Linked DNA regions of Mus musculus: regions 2 and 3 are each linked to region 1. Evidence: chromatin contacts called from public Micro-C and promoter capture Hi-C data. All regions are on one chromosome and are shown on one strand. Each heading gives the region's core, a stretch centred on a gene start, on an enhancer-like site or on the middle of the called end of the contact. The rest is flanking DNA. Distances are from core to core; before and after follow the strand shown. Region 1 holds the start of Nrn1 (neuritin 1). Region 2 holds the start of Neurog1 (neurogenin 1). Region 3 holds the start of Pitx1 (paired-like homeodomain transcription factor 1).

What was found. Promoter capture Hi-C pulls out the DNA fragments that hold promoters and counts their contacts. A called contact is a pair of places that touch in the nucleus more often than the background predicts.
Region 2: a promoter capture Hi-C map of embryonic stem cells shows a contact between it and region 1. The contact joins the promoter of Neurog1 here to the promoter of Nrn1 in region 1.
Region 3: a contact with region 1 is called in a Micro-C map of embryonic stem cells, with 24 times the contacts expected there. The contact joins the promoter of Pitx1 here to the promoter of Nrn1 in region 1. A contact is called at or near these places in 1 of 39 promoter capture datasets (second pharyngeal arch cranial neural crest) and 4 of 484 Hi-C or Micro-C datasets (all in embryonic stem cells).

What each region holds. Positions count from the first base shown.
Region 1 is chr13:36,732,756-36,736,604 of GRCm38.p6, forward strand. Nrn1 (neuritin 1) reads right to left here and starts at 1,722. Exons shown (of 3, transcript NM_153529.2): 1 at 1,481-1,722. The coding sequence starts at 1,535.
Region 2 is chr13:56,250,056-56,253,904 of GRCm38.p6, forward strand. It overlaps Neurog1 (neurogenin 1), which reads right to left and starts at 2,125. Exons shown (of 1, transcript NM_010896.3): 1 at 423-2,125. The coding sequence starts at 1,877. The coding sequence ends at 1,143.
Region 3 is chr13:55,829,824-55,833,672 of GRCm38.p6, forward strand. It overlaps Pitx1 (paired-like homeodomain transcription factor 1), which reads right to left and starts at 1,602. Exons shown (of 3, transcript NM_011097.2): 1 at 949-1,602. The coding sequence starts at 1,117.

The DNA.
Region 1 (3,849 bases), core at 472-2,971:
AAACATCCTCCAGGTGAAGTCCCTATCTTAAAACATTAGCTGTTTCTTAATCTATGAACATTAGTCGTCTAACTGCAAAATGCCACACTCACTTATTTCTAACACTTACAGCATTTGCTGCCCTTGGGATCTATGTCCTAGGATGGTTGCAGCTCTTTGAACTAATGTCAAAGGCACAAAACCACCAGATGCAAAGCATTAAGTCATCTCCTAAAATTAAAGGAAAAGGCAACATCCCGGTGCATGCTCCTTGCTTTGCAAAAATCCCAGTTTCTGCAAAACAATAAACAAATAAACAACCAAAAAAATCCCCCAAACAAATTCTCAAGAATATGGCAAATGCATATGGACCCCATAGAAAGAATCAGTTTTAATGCTCCGAAAGCCCCAATTTCTCTATATTTCTTATGAAGAAAAAATGTTAAGTATTTCTTCTCTTGTCCCACACAAATTCCCTGACGCACCCCTGAAATGCTGCAAGGATTTGTCTGTAAAGAACGCTCCAGCCTGGCACGAACAGTTTTCTCCATCTGCAGAATAACCACTGGGAGACTTTCTATTTTTTTCCTTTTGTCCATTCTATTAATAAGCTGCTTTAATTTCCCTTTTCAGTTACATTAATTAATGTTTCCATCCAGTATCACATAAGCGGATTCACTAGTACTTAAAACATTTGCATTTTGGATGGAAAAATATAAACTTTAAAAAAGCCTCCCAACAGTGTAGCTGAGACTCACATTCCTTAACATGAAATGGGGGGGGGGGCTAAATAAATCCATCCAATAAACCGCCACAAACAAAAATTACAAACCCACGAAAAGACAAAATGCGAACACGTTAAACCACTTTCCTGTATAAAAATAATAGAGATGCTAATCTGCCAAAAATCACAGACACACATGACCCTGAAAAAGTATATCAGTGAATATTTGGTTGATTTATCCTTCTCGGAGTAGTCTGCGGTGCCCGGAGCAAACGCTGCAGCTAAGATCTAGGGGGAGGGGCGGAGGAAGGACAAAGTTCTAAATGCTGCAGTTTGAGGGCAGCCTTAGAATATCTTTGCTTTCTGCATATAAACTTTTCAGCCCTAGCTACCTAGGCATCTTATTCCTCCCTTTACCTTTTGACCCCTCAAGATAGTATCTTGCAGTATAACAGGGGACAAATGCTACGAGCGCTCAGATCCTGTTTTAACCCCAAAGAGGGAGGAAAAAAATGGATGTGCGCTTTGGAGAAAAGGGAGAACCCCCCTTGGAAAACAGCCGGTCACACACACACACTTCCCTGCAAAAGAAATCACTTTCTTTAGGAAAACCAAACCAGAACTCCTTCCAGAGTCCCCAAGAGCTAATGCCCCGACTCAGGGAGTCTGCAGGGTTTTCTGCAACCAGCGGCAGACCCTGGCCAGCAAGTCCCCTTAGGCGCCTCTGGGGTAGGCAATCTCCGGTCGCCTACCAAGCCGTACCGGGCGGCCACTTACCTATTTGCACCGCGAGGATCAGTGAAATATATCTGCCGTTCAACTTAAGTCCCATCCTACGTTTAGTCAAACCATTTGCGACCGCAGACCTTTAAATAGTTAGTTTAGAGAACGCGGGGGAAAGCTGAAAAATAGGCATTGCCAACAAGTTCCGGGAGCGACAGAGACTTTATGCACTGGGAAGGCAGAGGGAGGAGAGAAAGAGAGGGAGCGAGGAAGAGACAGAAAGAGAGTGAGAGAGTGAGAGGCTGGGGGGGGGGGGGGAGAGCTGGGAATGGTTCACTCCATTAGGAGGGGGCGGAGGAAGTACAGCCTCACGCCCACGAGCAGGCCTGACGTGGGGGATGACACGGATTGATTTTTTTTTTTTTTTATAATATAGACACCTTGGTAGAGAATCACCATTTATAGTCATAAGACTCTGGAATTAATCAGATATCTCCAATTAATGTGCGATCTCAACGAAATCTCGCCTCTCTGTAGTGACTGATTTTCATCCCAGTGGCCACCCCCGCCTCCTCGTTCCAGGGGCCCCCAGCCCCGCCCCCTCCCTGCGCAGAATCGGGGCTCCCTCTCCTCTCCCCGCCCCGGAGACGGGGAGTCCTGGTGCGCCCACTCGATTGTTCAACCTGCTCCCTCCTTCACTGGCGCCACAACGAACCCAGACACTTCCAACCCTGCAGAGAGGTTTGGGGAGCTTTGGGCCCAGGGAGGACAGAGGGGAGAGACTCCTCCGGTCCGAATCACCCTTCTCTCGCCCTCAGTGGGGTGCAGACCCCCTCACTTGCCTACCCTAGTTTTCTCTCCAGCCCCACAGTTGAGCTCTAGGCGCAGCCTAGAGCGCGTGAGCACATAACCCGGCCCCCCAGCACACGCACACACTCACAAAAGCGCACGCCCGGGAGCGCCCCCGAGCTCGCCCGCACACTCCGCACGCGAGCGCGCGTACACACCCAGGCCCCGGGGGTTCGTTCGGCTCGCATGGGGGCCCCCAGAAATAGACTCTGCGTGCCCTCTTGTGAATGTCACTATTCGCGACGCTCACCCACCGAGGGGCATCTATACCAGGCATAGAGACACCTATTTTAGGGGGTTGGAAAGGCTGTCGGGCAAGAAGCCTAGGCTAGGGTAAATTTCGGTTTCTTGTGGTTTACAAACTCTTCGCGCTTTAGGAAATTTCCAAGGCAAGCTCTGGTGTACAACTCCTTTCTGGGGCCTCCTGAAGTCATCTGTAGGGTCACACTGACATGTTGATACACGCACCCACGTCCATCACGTACACACCCAGACCCACACACACCTGCGCTCTTTATTTTATTTTTTGATGATCCAGCACTGACTGCAGTAAAGAAATATCTCTTCAGCTGCGTTCGTGCAAGGTCCTGTAGTGGATCGTGTAAGATGGAAAAATAATCAGGGCTACTTCTTAAATGAAATTAAGTTTTGATTTTTTTTCTCCTTTTCTGCAATGCACCACACCCTCTTTCCCAGTCTGAATTCTAGCGTCTTTAATCAAATGTTGATGGCCGCATTGGCTAACTGTATTACTTGAGCCAATGAAGAGATATGCGAAAGGAGAAAAATAAAAGAGCCTTCATATTTTATAAGACTGCAGGGCGACCGCGTAAGGCTAGGTTAGTGGCAGAAATGAAAGGGGATTAGGGAGACCGGGCTTCCGTTTAATTTGCCTTTCGAAGCCCCTGCACTGGGAGCCCACACAGTCAGCCATCTGTGCACACAGACGGAGAAAGGGAGAAAAGGGTGCAAAACTGGGGTCAGGTGACGGGCGGTGGAGGGACTGAGTAGGACCGCGAGGGTCTTGAGGCAACTAGAAGCTGAAAAGCGCGCACCGAGGGGACCCAAGCTTGCAGCCCTGCAGAACTGCAGAACCAGGGCAAGCTGCCACGGCTGTAGGGGCGGAGCCACGTCCCTGCCCCTGGTGATGTCAGTGGTGGGTGGGCGGGGTAGCGGGGGCGCGCTTTCCCGGTGTCCAGGGGCCCAGTGGCGGGGCCAGGAGTTTCCTGCCCCAGTGTTCAGAGGCTCCCAGAAAAGCAGAAAAGGTGGGCGGGAAGGAGGCGGGGCGAGAAGGGTGGCGAGTGGGGGGGGGGGCGTCCCTCGGACCCTCCCCCAATGCTCTCCAATGGTAGAGAAGGGGCTGGCAAGGGGCGGGACCTCAAGGTTGGAAGCTCTTCCCCCATACTCCCTTGTCCCTTCAGGGTTCCACGCACAGGGCCACCGGTTTCCCCATCTTCCACCCACGTCCGTGGCTCTGAGCCGAGTCCTCCTGTCTCCGCTCCAAAGTCTCAGAGCCTGAGTACCCGGGAATTTACATTTCGTACCCTCAACGTCCTTGCCTTCTCCCGCTCACG
Region 2 (3,849 bases), core at 875-3,374, about 20 Mb after region 1:
AGGCCCACCTGTCCCTGGGGCTTCCTAGCCAGTGGCCACACTGTATTGATCTTTTTAATCCCCTCCCTTTGAAATACAGAGCCAGCTGATGTGGAGTTCCTCAAAAGACTCCAGGCCCCTACCTCTACAGGTAGCTGCGGATCGGGGCTAATTCCCCATTAGAAAGTCTTAATTGGCTTATGGGGTGCCTGAAAGTTCTCTCTTGTGTTTACAAGGCAGAAGGAATGGATGGCTCAAAGTGCCTTAATCTGTCTCCCTCGTTCTTGGCGATAGTCGGGTGCGCTTTATTTTTAAGTTGTTTTTGAAACAGGATTGGAGGTTTGGAGATGGTGGGATAATATTTCACTTTACAGGTGGAGCTGCCAAGGGGATGAGGGAAAGCCCCAGAGACACCGCTACTAGGCAAGGAAACGGGTGACTACTTTTTTTTCCCTTATTTTTTTTTATTTACACGAAGCATCTGCAGTACAAAAATGTAAACTTTGATAGCTCATAATAATAGAATAAATTCTTTATGTACAAAAATACATTTTCATATGAATGAAGCATCCTGAATAAATTAAAGTACCCTCCAGTCCAGTGCCTGAATAGCTATGCTAGCACTCAGGTTCTTCCTGGAGCAAGCCCACAGTGGCGGGGGTCGGGATCCATAATGCATGAAGCCCACTCCTTGTGGCTCCTTTTTAAGCCTTGCCATTGTATTGTCAGCCGGCTCAAACCGAATTTTCATGCTCGTTTTTCTTCATTAGAGTTCTACAAATTGTAAAATTGACTTTTCACCTCGTCTTCAGGGGCTCATCTGTCCCTTTTCCAAACCACACTGAAGTGGTGGCTGGGGTCAGTTCTGAGCCAGTCACAAAGAAGGTTTTGTGAAGTTCAGAAAGTGCAACAAAAACGAAAGGCCGTCTGGGGGCGGGCGGGGGGGGGGGGAGGCCGTGCTGGGGGTGGAGAAATAGACCGAGGGCAGCTTCAGCGAGGGTGCAGCAACCTAACAAGTGGTCAGGTATTCCCCCTCCCCCCTTTAAAGCTCCCAGAATTCACTTGGGGGTAAGTGTGGCCCCCGGAGGCTTCAGCCAGTTCCCCATCTATTATTGCTCTTAGACTGGGGGAGGAAGAAAGTATTGATGTTGCCTTACAAAGGCCTAGTGGTATGGGATGAAACAGGGCGTCGTGTGGAGCAGGTCTTTGGGCAGGCCAGGAAAGGAGAAAAGGGGATCGCCCGGGCCATAGGTGAAGTCTTCTGAAGCCGAGGGACTACTGGGGTCAGAGAGTGGTGATGCCACAGTGGCGCAGGGGGAGGCAGCGGCCCCGGAACCCCAGGACTCAGTGTCGCTGGCCGGGCTCGGGGGCCCGGGCAGACAGGGGACACACTGCGGAGGCAGGAGGCGCTCCCGGGCACTGCCCCCGGGGAGCCCTTGATCTGCCAGGCGCAGTGTCTCAGCCAGGGCCCAGATGTAGTTGTAGGCGAAGCGCAGCGTCTCAATCTTGGTGAGCTTGGTGTCGTCGGGGAACGAGGGCAGCACGCTGCGCAAGGCGTCCAGCGCAGCGTTGAGGTTGTGCATGCGGTTGCGCTCGCGATCGTTGGCTTTGACGCGACGACTCCTCCGCAGGGAGTGCAGCAGAGCCTCGGACCGCACCCGAGCGCGACCTCGCCGCCTCCGCCGTTCCTGCTCTTCGTCCTGGGCACCGGGAACATTCGATGCCCCGGAGAGGGCGGGAGCGCTCCTCCGGGCTGGCACGGACAGCCCCGAGGTGGAGGCTAGGGGCTGTAGCCTGGCACAGTCCTCCTCGTCGGTGAGGAAGCTGGACAGGTCGCTGCTGCTGTTGCTGCTGGAGCAGTCGAGATCAGAGATGCAGGTCTCCAAAGGGGCAGGCATCTTGCAGTGTGCAGGACCGACAGACGGACAGGAGGTTTGGAGGTCGGCCTTCGAAGCGCACTTACTGTCCGTACGACCCGGGGCTAGCCTGTGCCTGCTGCAGGCGCGAGGGCCGGGAAGATCGCAGGGGCTCAGGGAGTGAATGGGCTTGGCCCTCCTCGCCTCGCCTGCAGGGGCCACGCGCCGGGCTGGTCTCCTGAGTGATGTCGCCGGCGATCAGATCAGCTCCTGTGAGCACCAAGTGTGGCACACGACCGGCCTCAGGACCCCTTAAGTACGGCGCGCAACAATGGGCGCCCCCTCCCTGGCCACCTCCGCCCCCGAGGCGGCGCGGGTGAATGGCGAGAGGCGGCAGGTCAGCCCCGTGCGGCGCCTGCTATTTGCATAATTTATGCTCGCGGGAGGCCGCCCCCGCCCAGCCCCCCTCCTGGAGCGTGCCCGTAATTACCGCCGGCCAATCGGTGGCCCGGCCTGCTCCGGGAGCCGGATCAAGCGAGGGAGGCCGGGGCGTCTCTGGCCGGGAAACCCGGGCGAAGGCGGGGGCCGGGGGCGATTAGCGGCGGGCCGAGGCACACTCCTCCCAGGGGCGCGCGGGTGTCCCTCGCTGGGGTGGATGGGGAGGAGGAGCCCTGGCAGAAAGTGTGAGCTCTGTGGCGGGTGATGGAGAGCTGGGGCTGAGGCTGGAGGCTGGGTTCGCATCCCTTTGCCTGCTACTGAGTTCGCATCCCTTTGCCTGCTACTGATTGACTATTCGCATCTAAACAGACAGGACCAGTAAACAGTTACACGTCTTGAGGAGGGATAGATGTCCCTGCTCCGCCAAGGTTAATGAAGAAGACAGCAAGAGAAAGATCTAAAGATCCAATGAGTTCCCAGACTGAGCTGGGGCTTGACCCCACTCTGCCCCTGCCCGCGTACCCCTCCTCAAAGACTCACGAGGTAATATGGGGGTGTGCAGACCCCCTCTTCTCCTGAAATCTTGCTCTCTCCATTTCCAAGCATCCTCTTGTGCCGCACGTTTTGGAATGGTGCCAGCCTCAGGGGCTCACCCCAGTGCCAGCTGGCTAAGGGACTTAGCTTCTGGCCAGGAGAGAGATGTCCCACAGAAGGCAGCAAGCACACAGTGGAATTCCGTCCCCATCCCTTCTGCCAATTTGCCTATAAACTTGCCTAGTCCAGAGAAATGTCCTCATTCTGTGGGTCGAGTCATTTTCCTGTTTGCCGGACAGCAATAGAGGCTCAGGCAGCCTCTCAAATGCACCTGAGAGGAGTTATTTATTAAGGAGCAAACCTGGATCGTGGAGTCAGGTATTAAAAACAAAAGGAACACCCTAGAGGCGCCCCCCCCCCCTTTCCATGATATCTGAGTGGTGGCCTCAGGCCCAGTGCAATGCCTAGCCTGCTGTCTTCAAAGGGGCTCTGTCCAGGACACCTGCGCCTTGGTAGAGAAAGCACAGCCTCTTTGCCTATGCCTAGCTCTTGCCCCGTGGCTCCTTCCCTCTGTAGCAGCTCTTGGGCAGAAAGCTAGGACACAGTTACAGATTAGGGCTTGAGGAGGTTTGTAAAAAGTGGCAGGAAATGGCTGTAATCAGATTATGCAAGAAAAAGTAATTGTTGACAGATCCTTGGGCATCCCAGGAGCCCAAGGGCTGCTGGGAGTTGTGCAATGGTAGCTCTGCCTCTTTCTGTCCCTGTGACAGCTTCTGGTGGTCCCAGAATACCGGCACCAGTCTGACCTTGTGACAATTCCAGGCCCTGTATTTATTTCTTTGGGCTTCCTTAAAATTACCACACCACAGTGGGTGCATTAAATTTACAGAAGATCGCTCTTCTGAGGCTCAGAAGGCCAGAAGCTCAAAACCAAGATGCCAAGGGGCTTCATCCTTTTCAATTTCTTGTGGCTCCTGGATGTCCTGGCCACTAATTCATAACTGAAGCATCCCGCTCTGCCTCCTGCCTTCGTGGGTCCTAC
Region 3 (3,849 bases), core at 352-2,851, about 19 Mb after region 1:
ACACCACGCTTAAAACTTCTAAAAACAAAAGTACACTCAGAGCTTTGTTTTCTAACCAAGCAAACAGAGGTTGGAAAAAAGTCACTTAGAGATGCAAAACAGAAACAAATACCGATTAAATAAACGTGGAAGAGATGCCCAGGGCCCGGGATGGCTGTCCCAGGCAGCCTGGAGATCTGTGACTATTTGGGGTTGGGACCCCCCTCCCGTGCACAGCCGCTCCAAGACAGGACAGGCCTGGAAACGGACATGGCCGAAGCCACCCAATCTCGGGCCCAGCTCAAGAGATCGGGGTTGTTTTGTTTTGTTTTGTTTTTTAAAAGACAACTGGGGGATTTGTGGAGTCGAGAACCCACCCTGGCTGGACCCCTGGTGGCTCTGGGCTGAGGTGTCCACGTGGGCCAGGATCCCCGCTGCAGCAGGGTTCTGCCGGCTCTGCCGGGAGTCAGGCCGCGCCTCCTAGCTGGCTGGCTCTCGCTGTCCCCAGAGCTCGAGCTCGGCTTTACGGACCCCTCTCTTCTAGCCTGCTCTGTGACCCCACCTCTTCTTTTAGGATTCTTTCCTCCATCTGTCAAGGTGTCTCTTTGGGCACTTTGTCTGGCCACCCCTTCTACTCCCTGCACATCTGCTTCTCGCCCTGAGCCCCAGCGACTCCTCAGCAACCAGTTAGGGAAAACTCAACTTTTTTCTCCCGCGTGCTATCTGCTCCTGCTCCAGAGGGGCTGCCAGTCCCACTCAGGGCTTGGCGTGTGGGGGACTGTTTGGAAGTGACTTCGCGTGTGCGTGCGAACGCGCGTGTAAATTTCCGTGTTCATCGTCAGGTTAAGACCAGGGAGGAAAAAGAAAGCTCCTCGCTGCAGAGACGCAGAGGGGACCCGGCTGCGTGCCAAGCCGCCCGGTGTGCGCGGAGGCTGGATGCCCGCCGCGGGTTGGGGGAGCCGCGTTTACCTGGCAGATCAGCGTCGGACGATTCGCTGGCGGAGTTCTCCAGCGGCTCCCGGGGGTCGGCGGCGCGGGCCAGGTGGAAGCTGGGCCCCATGTCGTGCGGTGGTGGTGGCGGTGGCCGCAGCCCCTCCGGTAGCCTCTCCAGGCTCATGCCTCCCTTGAAGGCGTCCATGGAGGTGGGGACCGCAACGGGCGCTCCAGGGGCCGGGGCTGGGAGCTCCCGGCCGCCCAGGCTGCGACCTGTTGGGGACAAGAGAGTGGCGCCTAAGCGGCTGCCCCCCAGGGCTGCCCGCGCCCACAGCGACGCCGTTCGAGCTCCATCGACCTCTCCAGGCTGCGGGACCGGGTTCGGGGCTCGGGGCTCCGCCACGCGCTCCTGCTGCTCCGGCCTCAGCTGCCCGGCCGGCCCGGGCCCCAGTCCCGATTCGAGGCCGGTTTCTAAGGCTCGGGTCGGAGCCCGCAGAGTCTGTCTGAAAACGACAGTGCGCGCAGCCAGGTTCCAGCAGTCCCTGCGCCAGGGGTGGTGGGTGGGGTGGGCCTCGGTGGGAGGGGGCTGGGAGAGAAGGAGGGAGGGCGCGAGCGAGTGAGCAAGCGAGCGAGGGAGCGGGCGCGGGCGGAATCCAGCCTCGAGCCGCCCGCGCCGCGCCCTCCCCGCCGTCCTCCCTCCCTCCCTCTCTCCCTCCCTCCCTCCTGGCCTCGCCCGCGCCCTCCCCGTCGCAGCCACCTTCCCGCCGCCTCACCTCCCCCCCTCTCCCGCGGCCTCACCGCGCCTCTCCCTCCTTCCCCGGTGACACACGAATTTCTCCCTTGGCCGCACAAAAGAAACGCATCTGGCCAGCTAGCCCCGGGCGGCTGGTGCACACCTTGGGGGCCCCAAGTGACTTGTTTCGCTGAGAGTCAACTCCTGTCTGGGCCACCTCAAGTCCCCAGCCACGGGAGAGAACAACTTAGAATGAGTGAAGGTTCGCTGAGCAGGATCGCTCTGAGCCGGCGCCTCCGAGCCAGCGCCAGGGCAGTCAGTGGCAGAGCCGGGGGGCCGGTTCCCGGTTGCTGCAGCTCCCAGCGGTGGTGTCGTCCTCGAGGGGCAGACGGGCCCCTCCTACCTCAGTCGCTTCTCCCAGGAACTCGGGGCCGGCTGAGTGACAGCAGCCTGCGAGCTCTAATGGGCCCCGGATGCTGTCTTCTAATTAGTTTGGACCCTCTCCCCTAAGGCTGCTCTCATGGCCTTCCTCTCTGCACCGCAGTCAATTTTCCGGAATTGGGGTAGAGATGACGGCTTCTAATCAGACGAAACGTTTCTGTTGGCTCTAGGCCATGGCGAGTGGGACTGGAGACCCCAAGAGCCCCACCAGGCCCGTGGCCTTTCCACATCCCCCTTTGTTTTGCACCTACAATGATCAGGTCTTTGGCAGCCACCAGGTAGGCCTTGCCAGCCTCTGCCCTCCTTTAGGGTAACTTTGCTCCAGTGTGGGGCCTACTTTCTGAATTCTCAGGGCTTCAGCAGAGGCCTGGTAGGCCAGGTGACTGATGTCTCACAACCCTGGGCTGGGAGCTTAGGAAGCCTTTGGGTTTTCTCCCGATACACTGCTAGGAAACTGTAGCTCCAGAGCTCCCCCCTCCCCAAGCAAAGACTTTACCCTCTAGGCTCACAAGAGTGGTCCCCTCCTTAGCTCCTCACGCTCCAATGAAGTTTGTCCAAGGATTTTATCCAACAATTGTTAACTGGCCCAGGGACTTCAGCTTCTTGAGTAAACAGGTCACAACTGAGGTGGCCCTGACCTGCCTCTGTAGCCACGGAGGACCCCTAGGCTGTCTCTGGGCCTCACCTGCAGACCTCTCCCCTGAACCAGCCACTGATGGGGTAGACTAGGGCTTAGGAAAGAAGCACTTCTCTGTTCTCCAGTGTCCAGAGCCCAGGACATCATCTTCTCCTGTAGTCATTTCTTGGGTTGGCTCTACAGGTATGTTAGTGGTGGGGACTGCAAGGCTCTGCCTTTGGTCCTTCTCCTACCTTCTCTACCACCAGAGGGAAGTAGCTGGGCCCTGGATGGGTGCCTTGTGAGAATTGTGGGGGCAAGGGCAGACATGCAGGGTGGGGCCAGAACTGTCTCATACTCCCTTGGCCTTGCTTCAAGGTGCCCAGCTCCTTAGGGCCAGGTCTATTGAGGGAGACAGAATTTGGGCAAAGATGGAGGGAGGATGCTTTCCGGGGAGCTGACTAAGGCCCTGGGGTATCTTGATTTCTCCTTGCAAGTGAAGCCCACTAGGTGCTTCGGTTGGTCCACGGGGCTACACTACCTCCCTCAGTCAGAGAGCAGCCTGGATCATACAAGGATGGCAGTGCACACCTGTACGTCCGGACCCAGGAGGCTGTGTACGGGTGGACACACACATGTGCTGTTTAATGTCCAATTGGATAGCATGAAATAGGAGGTCCATCAAGTCAGATCGAGGTGGGAACGCCTGGGAGTGTGTCTCAGACAGGGACAGGGAAATGGTGAAGTTAGGTCCTACATGGACTGTGTGGAGAAGCATCTGTCGTTCACATCACCATTGTGTTAATACATTGGCAGTGTATCAGTGCAGTTATTAAGCTATTGCTGTGTGCCCTTCTGGGCCTAAGCCTTAAGCACTGCTCTGGGTTAGACACAGCAGTCCTTTTATTTGGAGATATCAAGGTTTGCTGTGTGGGTGGAGTGGTCTTCAGACCCTTTCAGATACTCCTTCCACTATCCTCATAGATCCTGAGCCCCAAAGAAGCACTGAGGCTAATGGGGACTGCCAGAGGAGTGTGCTTTTCAGTAGCACATATAGTGATCAAGGGGGTGGGGGGTGGGGTGGACGTGGGAGGACCAACAAGAGGCTGTGCCCCGACTCTGGGCATATTGAAGAATGAGACTAGCA